2 separate regions of the Pan troglodytes genome follow, and region 1 is linked to region 2. A link is a contact called in public HiChIP or PLAC-seq data. All regions are on one chromosome and are shown on one strand. Each heading gives the region's core, a stretch centred on a gene start, on an enhancer-like site or on the middle of the called end of the contact. The rest is flanking DNA. Distances are from core to core; before and after follow the strand shown. Region 1 holds the start of YRDC (yrdC N6-threonylcarbamoyltransferase domain containing). Region 2 holds the start of MTF1 (metal regulatory transcription factor 1).

What was found. HiChIP or PLAC-seq counts read pairs in DNA pulled down with a chosen protein or histone mark.
Region 1: an H3K4me3 HiChIP or PLAC-seq map of stem cell-derived excitatory neurons shows a contact between it and region 2, with 3 times the contacts expected there. The contact joins the promoter of YRDC here to the promoter of MTF1 in region 2. A contact is called at or near these places in 1 of 7 Hi-C or Micro-C datasets (stem cell-derived neural progenitor cells), 1 of 1 datasets of contacts at active chromatin or transcription factors (stem cell-derived excitatory neurons) and 1 of 1 other capture datasets (stem cell-derived neural stem cells).

What each region holds. Positions count from the first base shown.
Region 1 is chr1:193,181,979-193,188,327 of NHGRI_mPanTro3-v2.0_pri, reverse strand. It overlaps YRDC (yrdC N6-threonylcarbamoyltransferase domain containing), which reads right to left and starts at 5,040. Exons shown (of 5, transcript XM_513328.8): 1 at 4,652-5,040; 2 at 3,961-4,075; 3 at 3,717-3,836; 4 at 1,155-1,297; 5 at 1-850. The coding sequence starts at 5,040. The coding sequence ends at 778. It overlaps C1H1orf122 (chromosome 1 C1orf122 homolog), which reads left to right and starts at 5,033. Exons shown (of 3, transcript XM_003307988.5): 1 at 5,033-5,166; 2 at 5,391-5,592; 3 at 5,839-6,315. The coding sequence starts at 5,545. The coding sequence ends at 5,934.
Region 2 is chr1:193,131,346-193,137,571 of NHGRI_mPanTro3-v2.0_pri, reverse strand. It overlaps MTF1 (metal regulatory transcription factor 1), which reads right to left and starts at 4,939. Exons shown (of 10, transcript NM_001280131.1): 1 at 4,554-4,939. The coding sequence starts at 4,886.

The DNA of each region.
Region 1 (6,349 bases), core at 3,791-6,290, 51 kb before region 2:
GGATAGTGGAGGTTTATTTCCCAATATTCTTCCATTTGGACTGAACCCCTGCCAACTAAGCAGACATCCCACTATTACACCAAAAAGACTGCTCTCCCCGCGAGCAATTACAATACATGACACCACTAGGCCCAATGGCTCAGAGGGAAGAGTGGCCTGTGGCTCTTCAATCTTTATCCAAACCTGGTTCTAGCTTCAGGAGCCTTTGGTCACCTGAGACTTTTTATTTATTAATTTTTATGAGACGGAGTATTGCTATGTTGCCCAGGCTGATTCTGAACTCCTGGGCTCAAGCAGTTCTCCCACCTGGGCCTCCCAGAATGTTGGGATTACAGGCATGAGCCACCACACGCAGCCACCTGAGACTTTTTAAACAGCACCAGCACTTCTGGCTGGTTTGAACCTTAAATGCCACCACCCACCAGAGAGGAGGCTCTCACTAGATTCTAAATCTGTTATTTAATTACTTTTCAATTGAAAAACAAAACAGACAGAAGAAACTTATTAGAATAAGGCCACCTAGGAATGTTCTTAACTTTTCCATTCAGCTTTTGGCTGATATATGAAAATACAAATAAATACATCCTTTCCCCAGGTGCAAGGCTAAACCAGCAGCTCCAAGGGCTTGGTCTACAGTGCTCAGAAAGACACACTGCCTTAAAAGTCAGGCTAGTGCCCTAGCTCCGGTGGCCTCTGCAAATGAGGCCTTGCCAGTCGTCAGTGGACAGACACATAGTATCCAGCACCAGGCCTTGGGCCTTCCAGCTTCCCAGAGTTTCACAGGTAGGACGCATGTGAGGGGAGCAGTCCGTACTTCTGTTGGAGGATGGCTGTGGTACTTTCCAGGGCACTGAGGAGGAAACAGGACAGTTACCAGTCTGACTTCTCAGAAGTCCCGAGCCCACCAGAGGCTGGTGAGCAGGGACATCGAAACTGGCTAGCCTTGTTAAGCCCTGTTCATCAACCCTTGATGAAACCTTTTGAATCCTAAGAAAGCCAGGAAACTTAGTCCCACTGCAACCACCACTTCTCCAAACCTGGCCTACACTCCTTCAGGGCAAGATAGGAGGCACCATCTTTATCTTGTCAAAGCTTTTTTGCATCTCTCCAACCTCCCTCAAATTATTTCCCCACGCCACAGGAAAGAGACTTACCAGCCTGGACGAATGATGCCAAACTTTCCGGGCACAGACAAATCAACCACAGTTGAGCCAAGGCGACACTCGGGGCTCTGGCCATCCCCAATTTGTCCCCCATCAATAACCAAGGACAACTGAGGCCAGAGATCCTGGAACTCCTGAGAAGAGGGAGAAGGAAGAGCATGGACACTATCCCTGGTGTATCCAATAATGTCAAACTGCACGCAGTCATCAAAGGCCATATAGTCTTAAAACAGAAGGCACTTTCCTCTAAGCAGAGAAAGGAGCTTCATTTAGTTAAGGTCAACTGTGCCAAAGACACTGTATTCTATGAGGTTTGGAGGCCTCCTGGGTTAGCACTCCAAGTAACACCTATCTAGGGTTTAAAGAAAATCTTGCTATGTCAAAAGGAAATTTCACACATTGCTTCAGTTAGGGAAATATAAGTACAATGAATGGAGTTCTGGGCAAAGATACGGGCTCTAACTCTGGACTTTCCATCGTATCTCCGTGTGACTGCATGCAAGTTACTCTATCGAGGCCTACAAGACAAGTGGGCTGGACTAGATGATCCTATGTCCTCATTTCATTTGTTCTAATCTATGTAGCCAAGACAGGACTAGGATGATCTTTTCTTTGACCTGGCTTGCCGCAAAGATAAGAGAACAGGGTCAAGAGTCAAAAACTAGGTAAAAAGACCGGGCATGGTGGCTCACGCCTGTAATCTCAGCACTTTGGGAGGCTGGATCTCTTGAGGCCAGGAGTTTGAGACTAGCCTGGTCAACATAGTGAAACCCCGTCTCTACTAAAAATACAAAAATTAGCCGGGCGTGGTGGCACACGCCTGTAATCCCAGCTACTCACTCGGGAGGCTGAGGCAGGAGAACTGTTTGAACCCGGGAGATGGAGGTTGCAGTGAGCTGAGATGGTGCCACTGCACTCCAGCCTGGGAAAGAGAGTGAGACTGTCTCAAACAAAACAAAACAAAAAAAACTAGGTAAAAATCTGGTCACTTAATGGCTGCGTAACCTGGAACAAGTGATTCCAGCTCCTTCTAGCTCTAGAACTATGCTCCTGGATCTCACTGCGACTCTGATCAGGGTAGGAAGAGTAGAACATGGTAGATTCTGCATGCCACCAGCACTCAGTCTTTGGGCTATGAGGAGGATACTCCCCCTAGAACAGTGGACTGAATTGTTAACTGAGCTAGAGCTTCCCCAACCCCCCAATGAAGACACTGCAGTGGCAGTTAGGCCTGGAAATCTGGGACAGGAAATCATAAATACCAGTTACTGTGTTGGACAGGTCAAATGATTGCTGACAAGGTAAAAACCTCCCCTCCCTGTGCCACATCCCGATTCTTGCTCCTGGGGTACAGCCACCAGGACCAAGTCAAACCTGCACTCTGAGAATGGGAAGGGATGCTGAACTCTCACTTTCTTAAGAACCCTGAGCCCCACTCTAGGTCTGGGAATGGAAAACCCATCGAATGGAGTTCTGAGCAGGGATACGGGCTCTAACTCTGGACTTTCCATCATATCTCTATGTGACTGCACCCAAGTTACTCTATCCAGGCTTATTAGCTGGATGTAATAAGCCCAAGGAAGGCCCAAGGCCTGATGCTGGATACTATGTGTGATACTATGTGTCTGGCCGAGTCTGGGGACACAATGTAGCTTATTACTACATTTTACATCTTAGTAATAAGAAAAAAACGAAATTTCTATGTGTCCTCCTTTGTTCTAATCTATGTAGCCAAGAAAGGATTAGGATGATCCTTTCTTTGATCTGGCTTGTGGCAGAGATAAGAGAACAGGGGCGAGAATCAAAAACTGGTTAAAAATCTGAGTCAGTCACTTAATGGCTGTGTGACCTGGAACAAGTGATATAACTTTCTGGAGGCTAAACTTCATCTTCTTTTTTTTTTTTTTTTTAAGAGACAGAGTCTCGCTCTAGAGCCCTGCCTGGAGTACAGTGGCACAATCTGAGCTCACTGTAACCTCTGCCTCCCAGGTTCAAGTGATTCTCCTGCCTCAGCCTCCCAAGTAGCTGGGATTACAGGCATGCGCCACCATGTCTGGCTAATCTTTGTATTTTTTATTAGAGATGGAGTTTTGCCATGTTAGCCAGGCTGGTCTCAAACTCCTGACCTCATATGATCCACCTGCCTGGGCCTCCCAAAGTGCTGGGGTCACAGGCATGAGCCACTGCCCTTGGCCTTCTTCATCTTTCTTTACAGCACTGTCGTGAAGATTTATAGCCTAACTGTGTTCTCCAGAAACTGTTATCTCCAGAAAAACAGGAAGACATTGTTCTTATCATAATCTTTCCTATTATTATAAAGACAGAAGAAAACACCAATTCTCCCCCTGGCTTTTCAGACTTTGAGATAAAATCTTTCAAATTTTTTAAATTTATATTGCCCCCCACCACCTCCCTGCCAGCTGGGCAACCTTCCCACTGTTGGCCCAAGAACTCTCACGCCTGGCCATCCCAGTGTACTATCAATGCCACTGATTCACAGAAAACAGTATGTGCGCTGGTGACATTTCCAGGGGAAGGACTGGGTAAACTCACCTCGACATTCAGAGAACTGGCCTGGGAGCTGAGGTTGGCACTAGTGAGAGCAAGCGGACCCTCAAACATCTGAGCCAAGTCTTGCATAAAGGCATGATCAGGAATCCGAATGCCTACAAGCTGTAAGGCAAGGGGAAAGGGATCATGAGAAAGGTTGGAAGGGGTAAGAGGGTAAGTCTTATCTGGATCCTAGTGAAAGCCAAGTGGCCTGGAGTCTGGGGACACAAGAGAAAACTTGACTCACAGGCGTAAAAGGGTTTAGGTCCTTGTTGAGCTCCTCCGAGCGTTCCATCACCAGGGTCACTGGTCCTGGCAGTAGGTCTTTCAGGAGCCCCTCAGGTACTCTCACACGGCAGTATCTGGGAAACACAGAAGAATAAATCCATTCAAAATTGAAGGGCCACTGGTGGTCCTTTCCTAGACTCTAGGCAGACGAAGGAAAGGAATCCTTCGAGCTTACAATGGGAGCCGCCTGTCTCCCTGCTTCACCTCCCTAAGAGCTTGAGCAGAAAGCAGGGCTCCAAAGGCGCACCCCTGGCTTCACGCCCATGTGCCTCTGGTCTCAGGGACTACAACAGCTGCACCGCTGTGATATCATGATAGTGGGATCAAGCTCCACGTTTTATTTTCTTCAAGGCATTCGCTATTAAGTTAAGCTACTGTGTTTGTTTGCTTTTTTCCCGGGGGCCTCCCCAATTAGCACAAATACGCCAAGGGAACAGGGTCCCTGCCTTTCTCGTGTGTTGCTGCTTCCCAGCAGCATGTAGTTCAGGGCCCGGGGCACGTTAAGTCCTCGGTACATACTTCCAGTTCCGGATTCCTTGGTGAGCCTGGACAAGCCCCTCCCGCTCTCTGCGCCTCAGTCTCCCAAGCCTGTCACCGGAAACCCCTCCCGCGGTGCCGCCCCCAGCGGGGCCGGGTCGGGGCGGCCTTACCTGTAGACGTCGGCCACGCGGCCGAGGCATACGGCCAGAGGCTTGGCCTCGCTGCGACCCTTGAGGCGGTACACAGCGCGCAGAGCCGCCGAGCAGCTCGCCGCGCAGGCCAGGCCGTACAGCGTATCGGTGGGGACGGCCACCACGGCGCCGGCGCGCAGCTCGGCCACGGCGGCCCGCAGCGCCTCGGTCCAGCCGGCGCGCTCCGGGCTCGCGGCCTGCACGGCCCCGCTCCCCGGGAGCCGCAACAGCCGGGCGCCGGGGGCCGCCGGAGCGGGACTTGGCGGGCGGAAGAGGCGGCCGCTCCGGGAGCCAGCAGGCCCCTCGCTCAACCCCACGCTGGCAGCCACCGCGGCCCTCATCCCCCTGCACCGACGCGCCGGAGACATCCGCCCAGGCCCGCTTCCGGGAGGAAGTGACGCCCCCAGCCAGCTTCCGGTCCAGGAGACTCGGCCCCACCTCTGCGCCGGGCAGCTTAAAGGGACCACGACCCCCAGGAGGATTGAAGGAGACCGGTGGGGACGGGGCGGGGCGCAGCCTTGCGAAGCCCTAACGCAGCGCTGGGGAGGGGGGCGGCCGAAAGGGGGGCGGTGGTCGGGCCGCGCAAGCGGAGATGGAATGGGGCCCGGGCTCAGACTGGTCACGGGGGTGAGAGGGGGCCCGTCGGGGCGGGGGGAAGGGGCTTGGCCCCGCGCAAGCGCCGGCCCTGACCGTCTGTCTCTCGCTTTCTCCCGGGCAGGGAGGCTGCCGGCGTGGACCGCGGGAAGGCGGGGCTGGGGCTCGGCGGGAGGCCACCCCCGCAGCCGCCCCGGGAGGAGCGCGCCCAGCAGCTGCTGGACGCGGTGGAGCAGCGGCAGCGGCAGCTCCTGGACACCATCGCAGCCTGCGAGGAGATGTTACGGCAGCTGGGCCGCCGGCGCCCGGAGCCGGCTGGTGGCGGGGTTAGTGCCCACCCTGGGCTGGGCTGGGGTGGGGTGGGGTCTGCCCCACTGGCTAGGCTGGCCAAGCCCTAGCTTACCCTGGAGGGGGGAAGTATGTCTCCGCCGCTTTATCCCTAACCTCCTTTGATCTGGTGAGAGGTTTCGAAAAAGTTAATACTATCCAAATGCCAAATGGCCACATCCTTGTGGGGCCTAATCCAAGGCCTTGCCTCCCAGCCTCACTTTTTTCCTTTCTGTTCCAACTAGAACGTCTCAGCCAAACCTGGAGCGCCCCCCCAGCCGGCTGTCTCCGCCAGAGGCGGCTTTCCGAAGGATGCTGGCGATGGAGCTGCGGAGCCCTGACCATCCCCGAGCAGAATACCCTGACTTCTCTCCCTCCCCAGGGCCGGTGGCTGGACTCTGAACAACTCCCTTCAGTAAAGGGGCCAGTCTTCACTGGCAGTGGCTGGTACTTGGCTCTCAGCCTGGAGTGGCAGCTCTGCTAGCAGCTGGGTTCACTCCCACTTCATCCTGGCTGAAAGCAGTGCTGTGCTTTGAAATGCAGCCAATGAATACCCAGTCTGATTACCCAGATTTGGGCAGACCAGCAGTGCTCGCCAGAGTGGTCTGGCCTGCTATGGGGGATCCAGGTGGTGTTACATGTCCATTTCATGTTTTGGGGGCTTTTAGCCCCACAAAACACCTTCAGCAGAGCCTTGATTAAAAGGAAACCTGCAGACTCTCCTGGTGACCGACGTTTCCTTTCTGTCCCCTCTCC
Region 2 (6,226 bases), core at 3,690-6,189:
TTCAAGTGATTCTCCTGCCTCAGCCTCCCAAGTGGCTGGGACTACAGGCATGCACCACCACAACCGGCTAATTTTTGTATTTTTAGTAGAGACAGGGTTTCACCATGTTGGCCAGGCTGGTCTAGAGCTCCAGACCTCAACTGATCCACCTGCCTCGGCCTCCGAAAGTGCTGGGATTACAGGCATGAGCCACTGTGCCTGGCCTATTCAAAACCTTTGAATCATGCCCAACTCATGGCTCATTCATCAAACTCCAATAACATGTACGAAGTTCTCTCGTACTTCTACAAAAGTCCTTGATTCTTCCCATGAACAAGGCCACTATCCTTTCTTCAGATTTAAATGAAACCCCAAACATAAACTACAACTGTCTCCTAACTAGGCAAGAAGTCTCCAGTTTTCCTCTGCCTCCAAGCTACCTCTGCTGCCAGACCAATCTTTCTAAAATGCTACTCTAACCACATTCTCTATCTAACCACTCTAGCCTTGGCTTAGACACCTCCAATGGTTTCCCACCATTTCTAGAAGAGTACAGTTCAAAACCCATAGAAGGTTACCACTGCCTTCCATGTTTGGATCTTTGCTATCTTTCCATCCTTATCTCCTTCTACTCCTATGTTCTAGTCTAAGGGTCAGCACACTATAGCCAGTGAACCAAATCCACCCCCCTGCCTGTTTTTGTAAAGTCTTATCAGAACTTGGCCATGTTCATTCTTTATGTATTGTCTATGGCTGCTTTTGTGCTACAATGGAAGAATGGAGTAGCTCCAACAGAGACCTTATAGCCTGCAAAGCCCAGAATATTTACTATTTAGCCCTAAGCAGAAAAAAGTGTGCTGACTCTGTTGTAACAGGACAACTGGCTATTCCCTGAAAATGGCCTGTTTCCCACCTGTATTCCTTGTTTCATGCTGTTCCTCTCTCTTGGAAAAACCTTCTCCTGCTTTTTTCCTAAATTGTATGTATTCTTTAAGACCAGCTCAAATGCCACCTTTTTCACAAAGACTTCCATGATCCCAGAATTAAGGGTGAGCTTCCCTGTGCTCACAGTGCAATATTTGTACCTCTCCTTCACATTTACCACACTGTGTTTGCTGCTATGATTATTGGTGTAAACAATTTCTGCTTCTATGCTATAAATCGACTACCACAATCATTTGCAACATCCACAGAGCATAACAGCATTTTGCTTTATAAATGTTTGTTGAGTTGAAATGAACCCCTCTACAAGCTCAAATATTGGACTGAAACCAACAAGATAAAATTTCATAGGGAGATATTTTTATTTTTTATTTTTTGAGATGGAGTTTTGCTCTTGTTGCCCAGGCTGGAGTGCAGTGGCACCATCTTGGCTCATTGCAACCTCCACCTCCCGGGTTCAAGCAATTCCCCTGTCTCAGTCTCCAGAGTAGCTGGGATTACAGGCGTCTGCCACCACGCCCGGCTAATTTTTTGTATTTTTAATAGAGACAGGGTTTCATTGTGTTGGCCAGGCTAGTCTCGAACTCCTGACCTCAGGTGATCCACCAGCCTTGGCCTCCCAAAGTGTTGGGATTACAGGCGTGAGCCACCATGTCCAGCCGGGAGATATTCTTAATAAGGCTTACATGCAGGTCTCCATTTTCATTTTTGTTAGATCTGACAGCTGCATACATGAGAATAATCTAGAGCAGGGTTTCTCAATCCCAGCACTATCGCTATTTTGGGCCAGTTCTTTGTTGTAGGGGGCTGTCCTGTGCACTGTAAAACATTTAACAATGTCTTTAACCTCTACCCACTAGATTCCAGTATCGCCTCCACAGTATGACAACACAAAATGTTTCTAGACATTGCCAAACATCTCCTGAGGGCAAAGCTGCCCACAGTTAAGAAGCACTACTCTAGAAATTTCCAACTATAAACTAACAGTAAGATGTTGCTGATAAAATGTAGACTATATAGTAATTGTAGTACAGTGTCCAGATTAAGAGATAAGAGCCATACTGTATTCAGTGCTAGTTGACTCACACTTATGAGAATGCGCTCAACTGCAGATTTTAAAAGGACTTTGGGGCCGGGCGCGGTGGCTCATGCCTGTAATCCCAGCACTTTGGGAGGCCAAGGCAGGCATATCCCCTGAGGTCAGGAGTTCGAGATCAGCCTGACCAACATGGAGAAACCCTGTCTCTACTAAAAATACAAAATTAGCTGGGTGTGGTAGCGCATGCCCGTAATCCCAGCTACTTGGGAGGCTGAGGCAGGAGAATCGCTTGAACCTGGGAGGCGGAAGTTGCAGTGAGCCGGGATCGCGCCACTGCACTCCAGCCTGGGCAACAACAGCAAAACTCCATCTCAAAAAAAGAAGAAAAAAAGGACCTTGGAAAACTGGAATTCATATAATCAAAGATGACTAGGCTGATGAGAGACTGGGGAAAATGTCACAGAGGGACATTTAAGTAAATGGAGGTGGTTAGCCTGTACAAGAGGATGAAAAATCCATGATCTTCAAATAGCTGATGGACTGTTCTGTGGGAGAAAGTTTACTCAGGAAGGCAGATCTAGAACCAGCGGGCAGCACCTGCAGAAAGGCAGGTTTTGGTTCTATACAAGTAAAAGCTTTCTAACAATCAGAGCTGGCTAACAAATGTATTGGGTTGGGGTATGAAACACTGTGCTCTTGTTGTTCTGGATGTCTTCAAGCAGAAACAAGATTAACTGATGTCAGAGATGCCATAGGGAGATTTCTGCATAGGGTAGGAGGTGGGACAAGATGGTCTCTCTAAGGCTAGCAAAGGAAAAGTGATATGCCATCAATAAGCCATATGCAATTTTAAGACCTCAACCACAGCAAAAAAGATATTCCTTGCTAAATCATTCACCCTATTTCTGTTTGGTAACATCTTAGTCCTTGGTACTGTAACTACTAGTGACTTATTTTTTTCTAATTGACCTGTAATAGTTCCTGGGTGGGCCGGGCATGGTGGTTCATGCCTGTAATCCCAGCACTTTGGAAGGCCAAGGCAGGTGGATCACCAGAGGTCAAGAGTTCGAGACCAGCCTGGCTAACATGGTGAAACCTCATTTCTACTAAAAATTCAAAAAATTAGCTGGGCATGGTGGCGCGTGCCTGTAATCCCAGCTACTCAGGAGGCTGAGGCAGGAGAATTGCTAGAACCCAGGAGGCAGAGGTTGCAGTGAGCCAAGATCACACCACTGCACTCCAGCTCAGGCAACAAGAGTGAAACTCCATCTCAAAAAAAAAAAATAGTTCCTAGATAATGTATATCACTACCTTTAAACCAGAACTTTTATTTTGCTAATAATAACCACTAATATAATTTGTAAAATGCTTTACAGTTTTCAAAACATCCTGACATGCATTAGCTTACTCACATTAGCTAAACATGAAAATGAAAACTTATTTTAGATAACCTGCTCTCATTTACTGTCTCTTGCCTGAATTTCCTTTTTTTTTTTTTTTTTTTTTTTTTTGAGACTGAGTCTCTCTCTCTCATCCAGCCTGGAGTGCAGTGGCACGATCTTGGCTCACTGCCACCTCCACCTCCCAGATTCAAGTAATTCCCCTGCCTCAGCTTCCCAAATAGCTGGGATTACAGGCACCCGCCACTATGCCTGGCTAATTTTTCTATTTTTAGTACAGATGGAGTTTCACCATGTTGGCCAGGGTGCTCTTAACCTCAGGTGATCCACCTGCCTCGGACTCCCAAAGTGCTGGGATTACAGAAAGTGTTGGGATTACAGGCATGAGCCACTGTGCCCAGCCTGAATTTCTTTCTTTCTTTCTTTCTTTCTTTCTTTTTTTTTTTTTTTTTTTAGATGGAGTCTCACTCTATCGCCCAGGCTGGAGTACAGTGGCATGATCTCGGCTCACTGCAACCTCTGCCTCCCGGGTCCAAGTGATTCTCCTGCCTCAGCCTCCTGAGTAGCTGGGATTACAGCCATGTGCCACCAAGCCTGGCTAATTTTTGTATTTTTAGCAGAGACAGGGTTTCACCATGTTGGCCAGGCTGCTCTCGAACTCCTGACCTCAAATGATCCACCCACCTCAGCCTCCCAAAGTGCTGGGATTACAGGCGTGTGCCACTGTGAAATAAAAGTTCATTAAACATTCACTAAGATAATAAAACATATTCCAGCAGATACTCATCTCCAAAACAAATCATTTAAACACAACCAGGAGATAAGCCAAATATAGTTACTTCTTTATCAAATAAGCAAACTCCAGTTATTTCCCTGTAGATAAGCTAAATAGTTATTTTAGCACCAGAAACATGGGTCTACTTAAGTGAAATTTCTGTTTTATTTATGATTTGGGGAAGGAAATTCGAGAAATTACAATTTGATATTCCCAATTCCCAAATTTCAATGTGGCTATACAAACCAAAAGTTCCAGAAGCAATCACAACAAAACCTGAGGCATATGTTGTTGATAGCAAAACTACTTAAGTCCTAACCCCATGCACTCCTTTACTCCCCAGCTAAAATTTGCACCAAGAATTTTGTAAGGACTTGCCCCAAAACCAAACTAGGCCCTCACTGACTGCTTTACTTACTTCTTTACGTTTTGTTTCCGGACATTCCGACTGCAGAGTGAGGGTTGCACCTTCAATATTTCTTGGCATGGGTGTGGAACCAGGGTTTATTGTCAAATGAATCTGATCTGGTGAGATAATGTGCTGCACATAACCCTGGGACATTGCTTCATGATCTATCAGGTGAAAGCCCTCTTCACCCCCTACTAGAAAAGGCAAGTGTTCTCCGCACTGTCCGTCGTCATCTTCATCCTCCAAAGTGCCAGGGTCCTGCTCAATAAGAACAGTGGTCCTATCATAAACAGTTCCAGATGAGGAAGGCACCAGTCCGTTTTTATCCACAAACCTGAGCATTTTATCATCGGGGGTCAGCTCATCTTCCTCTGCCTCAAAGTAGATGATGTTGTTGTCTGGACTGTGTTCCCCCATGGTTCAGTTGTGCTCAGCCCAATTGTGAGAAATGAAAACGTAATGACTTGTCTGCAACAGAACAAAGCCAGAGTTAGAGTCATACCACAAGACCCACGGACCTCCTCAGCAACCACAAGGCTCATTTTCCCTCTCATTTAAAGAGCAAGCCAAAGCAAATGAAAAACCATCCTTGGGAATAATTTTTTTTTATTTTAACTTTAAAACCATCAAGTCATTTTTAAAGAAAAGCAATGCTGACTGGGCGTGGTGGCTCACGCCTGTAATCCCAACACTTTGGGAGGCTGAGATGGGAGGATCGCTTGAGGCCAGGAGTTTGAGATCAGCCTGGTCAACATAGTGAGACCCCCATCTCTAATAAAAAAAAAAAGAAAAAGAAAAAGAAAGAAAAGCAATGCTTTTCAAAAACTGAATAAGTTCATAAGACCTTCTGAATACGCCTGTCAAACAATTTGAAACTTGGTCAAAAATTTAAAGGGGACAAAAGAGCAAACAGAACAGCAGCTGCTGAAAGGCTGACTTGCTACAAATCTTAAGGGAAACTCCATCCACTCAAATATCCTCCAAATCAGACCACGAGGCAGTAAATGGTTTCATGCAGTTTATGAGAAGGAGCAAGGCTTTGGAGGCAGAGTCATCTACCTACAAATCCTGTCTTTGCCTTTTACTACATGGGTAACTTTTCTGTGCCTCATTTTTCTTACGTGCAAGGTGGGACCAGTAATTCCTGTTCTCTCAAAGTTTTTATAAGAAATAAAAGAGGCAACATATGTAAAACACAATGTTTGGTAAATAGTAGAGGAACAAGTATGAATTCCTTCCCCCCTACCTAGAACAGATGTTTCAACCTTCTGGGTGGAAGGGCTATTCCTCAATCAGGCACAAACAACGAAGATCACTGTATCTATTTATGTCCTAAAACAATATGGTGTCAACAAGAAGTTATGGGTCTGTGGTGGGCTCTCGTCCCTGAATCAATTGAGTCTTATTATTTTTGTTTCTACAGCTCCTAGCATAGTACACTGATACTATGATAAGAGTTCAGGAAATGTCAGCTAAATGAATGAAAGACATGGCTACATACTCTCTCGCGAAGATATACTATCTTGGGAAGATACATTCTCTTGAGAAAAATACCACATTTGAAGCTTTCATGTTCTGGAATAGTGATTCTTCCTTCATCTGCAAACACAGGCTCTACAAATGTGGGTTTGGCAGGCAGAACAGAGAATTTTAAAATAATCAGCACATCCCTTTTAGTTTTC